3 separate regions of the Mus musculus genome follow, and regions 1 and 2 are each linked to region 3. A link is a contact called in public Hi-C data. All regions are on one chromosome and are shown on one strand. The core of a region is the stretch at or near the end of the contact, and the rest is flanking DNA. Distances in the headings are between cores, read along the strand shown.

Region 1 (3,316 bases), core at 420-2,919, 130 kb before region 3:
GACCAGCTAGAATCTGATCTTCTTTGATTATATGTGGCTTCACCCCAACCCTCTTCTTTGCCTGCCCCCAGGAAATTAAGAGATGGGGGCTACCTTTTGTTACTGTCTCCACACCCACCGTTCAGTGCTCCTTATAGGTCTGAGTTACTATGCGGATCCTGTTCCTTCAGTGTGAAGAATTCCCGTTATTATTTTTTTCCCACAGTGCACATTTGTTCCCAACACACTCTCAGTCACTTATATGACAGCATATTTATTTCGTGCCAGTGTTTGAAGGATATACTTTGCTGGATATAAAGCTCTGGATTGACTGTGGTTTCATTCAGCTTTCTGAAGAACTGACCTGTTGTCTTTTGATCACTGCTTTCATATGAGTTTGGCCAAGAAATATTATAAAATATGTCATTTTACTTTATATGTGTCAGGACGGTGTATGTTTTAAGTGTTCGGGAGTCTGAATATGAATTGTTTAGCTATAGGTTCTCTGTGTCCTGCGTAGGTTAGTTGAATTTATATCTTTCTTTCATAAAAGACATTATCACCATCATCATTATCACCGTCATCATCATCATCTTTCGTATTAGTAGTGGTATTTCTTTGTTTTTTTACATCTCTACCTTATTCTTAATCTCTGCTTTTTCTCTCTGGTTCCTAGAAACAATGGTATTCTGTTTATTAAGTCACCCAAGCACTGAGTTTCTTTGTTTGTTTGTTTTTGCTTTTTGTTTTTCAAGACAGGGTTTCTCTGTATAGCCCTGGCTGTCCTGGAACTCCCTCTGCAGACCAGGCTGGCTTTGAACTCAGAAATCTGCCTGCCTTTGCCTCCCAAGTTCTGGGATTAAAGGCGTGTGCCACCACTGCCTGGCTGCCACTTAGTTTCGATATTGTTTTTATTCTTTGACAATTTCATACATCTTTAAAATACATTTTGTCATTTCCATCCCCCACCCATTCTCTCTTCTCCCACTGAAACCTTCCCCAATGTGACTTGTTTTTTGACTCACTAAGTTCAGTTGAAGTTGCTTCTATAAGCCTGTGTATGTGCAGAGAGAGGAGGTATTATTGAGTAAAGCATTGGAAACATATGTGAAGCTACAACACTGAAGAAAAGGACACTCCTCCTCTCCCTCCCCCAGCAACCATTAACTACCCATAGTGCCTTAGGAAACGTTGGGACCTCATTAGCTCCTCCCCCCACACAATGGAATGTTGACTGATGCTGCCTGCCTTGTTGGGTTTTGTGCTGGGATCCACATTGCACACAGAGATGAGTGGGATGGTCACATCATGTCCAGAAAGCAGCATTTCACAGTGTTCTTCCCTATCATGCGCCTTTACATTTTTATTGCCTCCTGTTCTGAAATGTTCTCTGTTCCTTAAGGGTGTGATCTAGATGGTTCAGAGCTGGACACTCAACAGTCACGCTGGTCAGTGCTGCCTTTTGGCAAAGGAAGCTTCCTTGACCAGGGCTGAGAGCCGCACTGACCTATGGGTAGAAACATCAGCATTTAGAGGATAGCTTGACAAAGTGGCCACTTAGCAAAGCCGTGGTAGTACGTTTCCTCTCTAGGGCCTTTGACCTGCGCAGCAGCTGGGTCTTGACCGGGTTTACAGCTTCAGGCATAAGTCACTCCCTCTGCAGTAGGATGTTAAACATCTGAAACATCTCATCTCACTGAATCACTGCATTTGCTCCAGCTTCAAAGTCGGATGCTGTGACTTCCCACTCTCTCCTATTCACTCTGCCTCACTGGAAAGTTTACTGCAAGTGGTGGTAAAACTTCCACTCAGTTCTTTATGTTTTTTTCCATACAGTGTTGGAAGCCATGCCTTAGGTTTGCTAGGTATTTGCTCTCCCACTGAGCCAGGCTCCTAAAACTCTTCCTAGTTCTCTTCATAGTTTCTGTTTCGGCTGCAAGATTCACCACCTATTAAGACAACATTTTCCTTTATGTATTTGGATATATTCATAATATTGCACTCCTTTCCTGTTATTCCAACATCTGAATCATCTCAGGGCCATTTTATTGATGGATTCCTCCTAGTTATGGGTCACTTCCCCCTTACTTTTTCATGCTTAGTGATTTTTAATTACACACCAGATCATATGGCTTGGGGCATGTGGGTTGCACTGCTTTGTTTCTACGACTGGGTTTTGTCTTGGTGATTAACTTACTGATTCAGAATGGTTCCTGCTCTGCACTGTGAAGGCTCTGCTTCTGTGTAGTGTTCGATGTATCCTAACCTTGAACCAAGGGCACTGGACTTCTTCCTAGAATCTTATGGAACCCATCCCTCAGTGACAGGGCTTTCCCCTTAGGACCCTGACATGAAAGTCCCAGCAGCTCTTCAGCCTCTAACTCTGGACTCTGAATCTTCATATCGACAGGATCGTCAGGTTTTGCTTGGGTTTCACCTTCCTGAAATGGACCCATATGTAGGCACTCAGCTTGCATATGTCCTTGCCTTCTTCCCTTTCTGCACTCCTCACAGAAGGCTATATTGTGTCTGTTAGAAAATAGTTATCATTACTATTGTTTTCATTTTCATAGCAATTAGAGATAAGTCCATACCAGTTATGCCATCCTTAAAAAAATAAAAATTCTCTCCCGCCCCATCACTTTGCTCCTGACATCTCTCTCTACTCCATTGTATCTCCTTCTGTTAAAAAAGCAGTGGCATTACTTAAAGCTTGTATCTATCATCTTTTCTGCTTCCCCAAGGAGTGTCCCATTTGCAGCTTCAGATATATCTGTTGGCATTCCCATTAGCCCACCTCAATAATAATAACAAAAAATAGTAAGTTATTACCCAAGCCAGGCATAGTGAAAACACCAAGATAAACCACAGGACCTGCCTTCCAACCTTCCAAAGTGATTAGTCTGCAAGAGTAGGGTACTGAAATAGAAAGGGCTATGTAGTTGCTATCACAGAGCAGTTAAACTATATTCTGGGAGAAACTAAGTCTTGTAGCGATAAAAAGGGACCTCTTTAAGGACGAAGGAGTGCTGGAGAACAGTCTTGGAGGGACAGAAGGTGACTAAGAGAGAAAGAGAGAGAAGGCATCCCATCCCGGGAAGGGAAGAACATATGCAAATGTGTGGGGACAGCCCAAAGCATGCTGGGATGGGGCAGCTTCAGATAGTCACTGGGACTTATGCCTATGAGGAGCTGGTAGATCAGTAAATTGGAAAACAGATTGAGTTTTTAAATTTTATTTTTCATTTTATTGAGATAAAAAGAACAAATAAAACCAAAAACACTGTGTACAATGTGATGATTTATTGTGAACCATTGGCCGTCATCAAGCTAATTA
Region 2 (3,103 bases), core at 98-2,597, 110 kb before region 3:
ATCAAGAGAGATGAATGTCTGTGAGTATGTATCCCTATGGATGAGACAGGTGATAGAAAGCTGCTCATGGGACTCTTCATTGTCTGTCTTGTCACCTGTCCCAACATAGCTCAAGTTCCCACCATGGCCAGTGAATCTAACAGTAACATTGGGTGGTGGGGGTTGTGGGAGGGGGCTTCATGCTGGCAGCTTCTCTACCCACCTTGCATAGCCACCCACTGAGCAGATTCTAGAATGCAGCTGATATGATGTGCAGGGGCAGGGAGAGCTCATCGAGTGGCTTTTATGACCAATCTGCAGTATGGCTGTTTTGTTTGAAGCAGTTTGTACAGTCACACAGTGTCAGCACGGCAAGAGCCTAGGTAGTCCTCCCTAGCCTGCCTTCAGCTGTAGCCTCCTCTATTCTTCAGTCCTTTCACTCAGTGAAACTTGGACATTCATTGTGTTCATTGAGCAAAGCTTCACTCTTCATCAAACCATGAGCACATTACAAATATCCTGCCATGACGTTTTCATAGCCAGTCCCCATGTCGATATTGCTATTATCCTCCTTTCATAGATGAGTACACAGAAGCCCAGAGTTTTCACTTGCGAAGATCTTCTATCCAGTCAAGAAATAAAGCTGTAATTTTTACCCATGCCTATTTGCTAAGTGCATGCTCTTGACTTTCATATCTTTGTAGGATCATCTATCAATACCAAGTTTGTACCCACCTCAAAATGAAAACAGAAAAAGGCCCTTTGTTTAAAAAAAATGTATTAAGACTTTCAAAGGAGAGAGAGCTGATATCAACAAATAGGAAAGGATCTGTTCTCCTGCCCAGGTCACCCAGCTTTGCTATAGCTCTTAATGGCAAGAACTCTTGGAAAGATGAATTCACTCTATAGGGTCCCATGTGTCTCCTCTGCAGAGCCAATACAAGGATGAAGTGTGGCCCTAGAATATGATTGTAATAGGTGTCTTCAGTTATTCTTTGCCAATCAAACTGGAGTGATTAATGAGCCATGTGCCCTGATTGTTTTCGAAGGCTCGCTGTGTGCTTAGCTCTGTTCTAGGCACTAAGGGTGTGTGTGTGTGTGTGTGTGTGTGTGTGTGTGTGTGTGTGTGTGTGTGTGTAAATGAGGTTTTCTGGCTTTGGGAGTAGTGATGCCATTCAAGTCCATGCATCCTGAAGATATCTTCAAATTTGGGCCCTCTAACCCCTCCAAAACCAGGAACCTGGCTAATTTACTCGCTCTCAAGTCGGCACTGCTTGGATTTTAAAGCATGGTGTAATGTATTCAGAGGAAGTCTGATGAGAAGAAGTGGGAACTAGGCCGAAGGATTCTAATCCTGAATATTCAGGGAAGGCAGCACGTCCTATTCAGCAAGGCTGATCAATAGAGGGTGCATTCAGACTCTAAATGTGGGCATTATGTACAGATACAAAATATACAATGCCCCCAAAATGGGGAGAGACATTTCTGATTGAATTTTTTTGTTTGGGTTTATAAAAATAACTTGTGCTGCATCAATTACTTTCATTGCCATGGATACAGGCAATGCTTTATTATGTAACTCTACAGCTGTGCTGGGTTTTAATATAAAACCCGGATTTTTTCATCTATTTCTCTTTCATAGTTACTGAACTGAGATAATGGCATCTTTTACCTATGAATGTATTCAATTCCCTTTTTTTCCCCCTCACCATCCTGGAAACTATTATTGATTAGAATTTCATTTTGTGGCTTTTGTAATAAAACCTTCAGTAAATGTTACCGTTGCAGGCAGCAGGAGGGTGGAGCGGGAGAAGGTCATTCTTTATGTATATTGTGTGTAAATATGTATGTATAAAGAATGGAGTGTGTGTGTGTGTGTGTGTGTGTGTGTGTGTGCAAATTTGGGCATACATTCTTCCAGGCTTAAACAAGTGCATGCCCGGGCATTGTGCTGACTTCCAATTTGCTCTAGGGAAGCTTTCCATGTGAAATATTCCTCTACCCAGTTTTTATAGAAAAGATGCCCTCCTTTTTTCAGAACAGAACTGTATCCCTGCATTTTAAAATCCGCAATTCGGGGCCATTGTTTTTATTTTCCTCTTGATGCTCAAAGTTGGTTGATATCATGCAATTTCCCACCTCCCTACTCTGTCAGAATATAAATGCTCTCCTGCCTTCCTAGCAGGGATTGGAGCAGAGTCTGAGGAGCAAAGTAAGAGAGGATGTGGCATGCACACTTGAGATAGGCTTAAGGAGAAGAGAGCTGGGTGTGATTTGAAGTGCAAGTAGGTACTGTGCCTCTGAAAATGATCAGCCATTAGGAATTCTCCCACTAACATTCAAATCATGTGGGAGTCTGGAGAAGTGGCTCAGTGGCTAAGAACACAGTGTAGAAGACCTGGGTTCAGTTTCCAGCACCCACATTATAGCAAACAAACTTTCGTAACACTAGTTCCAATATTTCTCATTTCCCTCTTCTGCCCCTTTGCACACAAGACATTTACATTGTGCACAGACATAATTAAAATAGGAAATAAATATTTATAAGCATCCTTTGTATAGACAAGCTAATATGAGGGCCAGTAAGACATTCAAGGTCAGGCAGTTCCTTAAGACTCCATGTGAAGAACTACACATATCTGTGGATATGGTTTTCTTTCCTTTTTTGGAGTAGATCTGTTTGTCAGGAAGACTTGGAGGACAAGAACACGATTTATAACCACTTCTGTAGAGGTCACTGCCCCTTTTGATGACAGAAACTAGTAAAGAGGAACTGGTGAGATGCTTGCCTATTCATCACCATCCTGGCCACAACAGGTAAGTGATGGGCTCCTGACCCAAGCTGGAGCAATGAGAATCCTTCTCTGGGGACTTTCCAGATCTATTAGAAGGGGATGCAATACTCCTACTCACATCCCTGTCTGCTGGATGGTGTGAAGGTTCAGCTATGTCCCTGCCACGTGCCACAATCCTTCTGCATCAGGAGAGACTCAAGCCACCCTCCAGACAAAAGCATCAGTGAGCAAGACATCATAAGAGACAGCTCACAGCACATCATAGCTATGGATGCTCTGTAGGTCAGCTCTGCCTTTGTCAGGTTTAAATTTGAATACTCAAGTCAACT
Region 3 (3,304 bases), core at 496-2,995:
AGATGTTCTCTTTCGGGACAACAGGTGGCCACTGCAACCTCTAGTTCTGATTGGTGGAAAGGCCACAGGCGCCCAGTGGCCCAGAGAAAGGGCCTCCACTTCACCGTTTCAAGAACTTACTCAATGGGGTGTTGTCCTGATAACATCTCAGCACACTGCCAATTTGTGCAACCCGCTGGGCCATTAGGGAGCGCCGCTGGGTTGTCAACAGTAAATGGAGACTCAGGAGAGGGGACCAAAGCCTCTTCAGGAGGGGGGAATTAAGAGTCAACCCAGTGACAATGTGGGGAGTTGTTCCTTCTCTGAATACACAGGGCTCTCTTAGGCAGTCCCCTGACAAGTTTCTGCTAAGAACACACACACACACACACACACACACACACACACACACACACACACACACACACACACACACATTTCCACCTAATTGAAGTTTATTTTTCTTGCTTGGTTCCTGAAGTATAGTATTGAGTGAAGGAAGGTACACATAGGTGTTGCAAGCTGGAGAACACTTAGAAATCCGTGCATGTCTGGAAAAGTTCAGGTCCCAGACCAGCGAAGTGATCCAGGCCCCACACCTTTAGAGACTGTCAGTTGAAATAGTTTAACATCTTTCCCTTCTAGTTCAAAGTAGTTCGCAGATAACTGAACCGAGAAAGGGAGATCTCACAGCTCAGCCAACATTTTCTAGCGCCAAGGCTGAAGGCCAAACTTTCAAATTAACTCAGAGCAATAAAGCCAAGGGTGGTGGTGATGGTGGGGGTATGGGGGCGGAGGGTGGGGGGAGAGAAATGTAGATTAAAAGAAAGAGAAAGAAATAAGAGGGTGGGTGGGTGCAGCGTGGGGAAGTTAATCACCCAGAACCTTTTAGGAAAAGAGGGACATTTTCTCTAGGAGAGCAGCGAGTGATCCGCCTAGATCCAGTTACTCAAATGCCTTTCGAAAACAAACAAGAGTAAAGAAAATACAAAGAGACCGGACTTGAGGCTTAACCTGGGAAGCTTCAAGTCTGCTTACTTGTGAAAGGTCAGGCCCTAACACCCCTCTGGTAAAGACCACAGGTGTACATGGGGTTCCGGCTCCTGGCTCAGGAGCCACCTGCACAGGTTAGTTTCTGGGCTGAGTCTATACCGGGGATATCCAAGTAGAAGAGTAAGTAGGGTAGAGGGATTGGGAAACAGGTCCCCCACCAGCAAGAACTGGGACGAGGTGGTAGGGGCAGAAGAGAGGGCTGGGTGAGAAGTGGACGGTTTTGGGATGCTGGGGCCAAGGGAAGCGAGGGTCGCACGGGAGAAGAGTGGGACTCGAGGAGGGACGGTGCTGGCAGCAGCGGGGAGGCCGAGGGAGGCCCGGGAGCGGGGAGAGCGGTGAGGCCGCGGGGACAAAGAGGACCGGGGAGGGAAGGGGTGGGACGGTGAGAGGCCGGGAGAGGAGCGCGCGGTGGCCGGGGCTGCACGGGGCGCGGGGCGGGGCGCGAGCCCGGAGGCGGTCGGCGGCGGAGCGCACCGGCGGGGCGGGCGGCGCGCCAGCTGCCCGCGGTGGGAGGGGCGGAGCGGCAGCGGCGCGGGGAGGGGACCGGCGGCGGCAGGAGGGGGAGCGGCAGGGGAGGGGCCGGGCCCCTTGTCTCCGCGGCTCCTCGGCTCAGTCCGCCCGGGGAGGAGGAGCGGGGCCAGCCGCCGCCGCTGCCGCCGCCGCCGTCCCAGCTTCGCCGCGCACCTGAGCTCGCCGGCCGTCCCGGGCCCACGCGCTGCGCCCCGCGCCCCGGGCGCCCGGCCCGCGCGCAGCCAGCTTCGGTGTCCCGGTGGGGCGCGTCCCTCGGGCCGCCTCCCGCTCTCCCGCGGCTCGCGTGGCCGCGCCTTTGTGTGCTGCAGCCGCAGCTCCCGGGCTCGTCGGCGGCCCCCGCGCGACGCCCCTACAGTCCCACGGCCCGTGCGCTGTCCCCGGGCGCCCCCGGCCGGGCGTCCTCGACGGTGGATCGTACGGCCGCGAGGAGGCGGGTAGCGGCCCCGGCGAGTTCCAGCCCCGGCCCCCAGCCCCCGGCCCCGGCATGGATGTGAGGTTCTACCCCGCGGCGGCCGGGGACCCAGCCGGCCTGGACTTCGCGCAGTGCCTGGGGTACTACGGCTACAGCAAGGTGACCGGGCCGGGGGCGGGGGCCACCTCTCCATCCCGGGCGCGTCCCTCGTCCCGCCTAGCCTGCTGCACTTTCTTTCTGATCTTTCCTTCCCACCCGCTGGCTTCTCGGTGCGCCTTAGTCTCCGACCAACTCTTTTCGTCTTCTCTTTACGTGCCCTTTCTACCCACCTTTTTGTCCCTCTGCTGGCGCTCCCTCTGCCCTCCTGGTCCCCTCCCCCGCTCCCCCTAAAAGCTGTGTGAAGCGCAGTCCCGGGACTGAGCCGAGACTGGCGTGTGATTCTTTGTTGATGTTATTAGTAAACTCGATTGCAACACCCCTACTATGTGTGCATGGGGGTGGGGGGACACGCTACGTAGGGGGTCCCCGATCTCGTGGGCCAGAGATTCCATACCTTCGCAGCCCATCTCACCTCACCCACCCAGTCAGGAGCTGGTCCCCGGGAGCTTGGAGAAGATGAACAAACTTTATAGAGTGTGGCTGGGTCTGGGGTCTGGATCTGGGAAGCCTGAAGTTGCAGGATCCCAGCAGGTGCCTCTTACTTCCCCTGCTCTAGGGCGCTTTGGTCTACTAGACCAAGATGCTCGCCTCTTCCGAGTTAAGGCAGTGGGCTTTCGTATTTTATTTTATTTTGCGGAGGAGGGCGGGTTAAGTTTTTTTTCTTTCATGGAGATCAGAGTTGCAGCTCCACATCATGCCTCAGGGTCACCCCATCTTCCTCACCTCTTGCCGCACAAACTTACAGGAGTAAGCGATTCAGGTGGTCATAGGTGGACCTTGGACGCAGTCAGTGGGCTTCCCGGATCCGGTTGTCTACCTTGCCTACTGCTCCCACCACAGAGCTTTGCGACATAACCCTGAGGGCGATATTCAGAGAAAGAGTCCTGCGCCTTTTGATTGTGTGTGTGTGTGTTGTGTGTGTGTGTGTGTGTGTGTGTGTGTTTCCCCTTCCCCCTGCTCCTCCCTCCTCTCCGACTTTTCTTTCAAATCCTAGTTTGTTTATGATTGCTTGGATAACGGAGGAGGAAATACAGAGGCAGCCAAAAGAAAGGTGCAATACAAAACTAATGAATAAATAACAGGAAGAGGAGGGATTGTATCTAGCGCCGGGATAGTTGACTGTGCCCCTGGCTGATGGAGGTCTGTTCTTCATTGTTTATTCTCTTTTCC

The links. Hi-C and Micro-C count contacts between places; a contact is called where the count stands out from the background.
Region 1: a Hi-C map of nephron progenitors shows a contact between it and region 3, with 2.2 times the contacts expected there. The contact joins the enhancer-like site here to the promoter of Tox3 in region 3. A contact is called at or near these places in 4 of 39 promoter capture datasets (embryonic stem cells, liver and maxillary cranial neural crest), 4 of 484 Hi-C or Micro-C datasets (cerebellum, liver, nephron progenitors and 1 more), 10 of 115 datasets of contacts at active chromatin or transcription factors (bone marrow-derived dendritic cells, bone marrow-derived macrophages, embryonic forebrain and 7 more) and 2 of 9 other capture datasets (liver and pancreatic islet).
Region 2: a contact with region 3 is called in a Hi-C map of cortical neurons, with 1.6 times the contacts expected there. The contact joins the enhancer-like site here to the promoter of Tox3 in region 3. A contact is called at or near these places in 3 of 39 promoter capture datasets (hippocampal neurons and liver), 4 of 484 Hi-C or Micro-C datasets (cerebral cortex, cortical neurons and liver), 10 of 115 datasets of contacts at active chromatin or transcription factors (SST interneurons, bone marrow-derived dendritic cells, bone marrow-derived macrophages and 6 more) and 2 of 9 other capture datasets (liver and pancreatic islet).

The regions. Positions count from the first base shown.
Region 1 is chr8:90,472,499-90,475,814 of GRCm38.p6, reverse strand. No RefSeq gene overlaps it. Among named protein-coding and RNA genes, the nearest start is that of Gm35797, 17 kb to the left of the region's middle. Within about 2 kb of position 1,669, at least 4 of the 459 cell types and tissues checked have an H3K27ac peak or open chromatin away from gene starts, as enhancers often do. A contact at or near this core is called in nephron progenitors, where this site is marked.
Region 2 is chr8:90,452,650-90,455,752 of GRCm38.p6, reverse strand. No RefSeq gene overlaps it. Among named protein-coding and RNA genes, the nearest start is that of Gm46048, 34 kb to the right of the region's middle. Within about 2 kb of position 1,347, at least 23 of the 459 cell types and tissues checked have an H3K27ac peak or open chromatin away from gene starts, as enhancers often do. A contact at or near this core is called in SST interneurons, cortical neurons, forebrain and 1 more, where this site is marked.
Region 3 is chr8:90,346,693-90,349,996 of GRCm38.p6, reverse strand. It overlaps Tox3 (TOX high mobility group box family member 3), which reads left to right and starts at 1,745. Exons shown (of 7, transcript NM_172913.3): 1 at 1,745-2,134. The coding sequence starts at 2,048.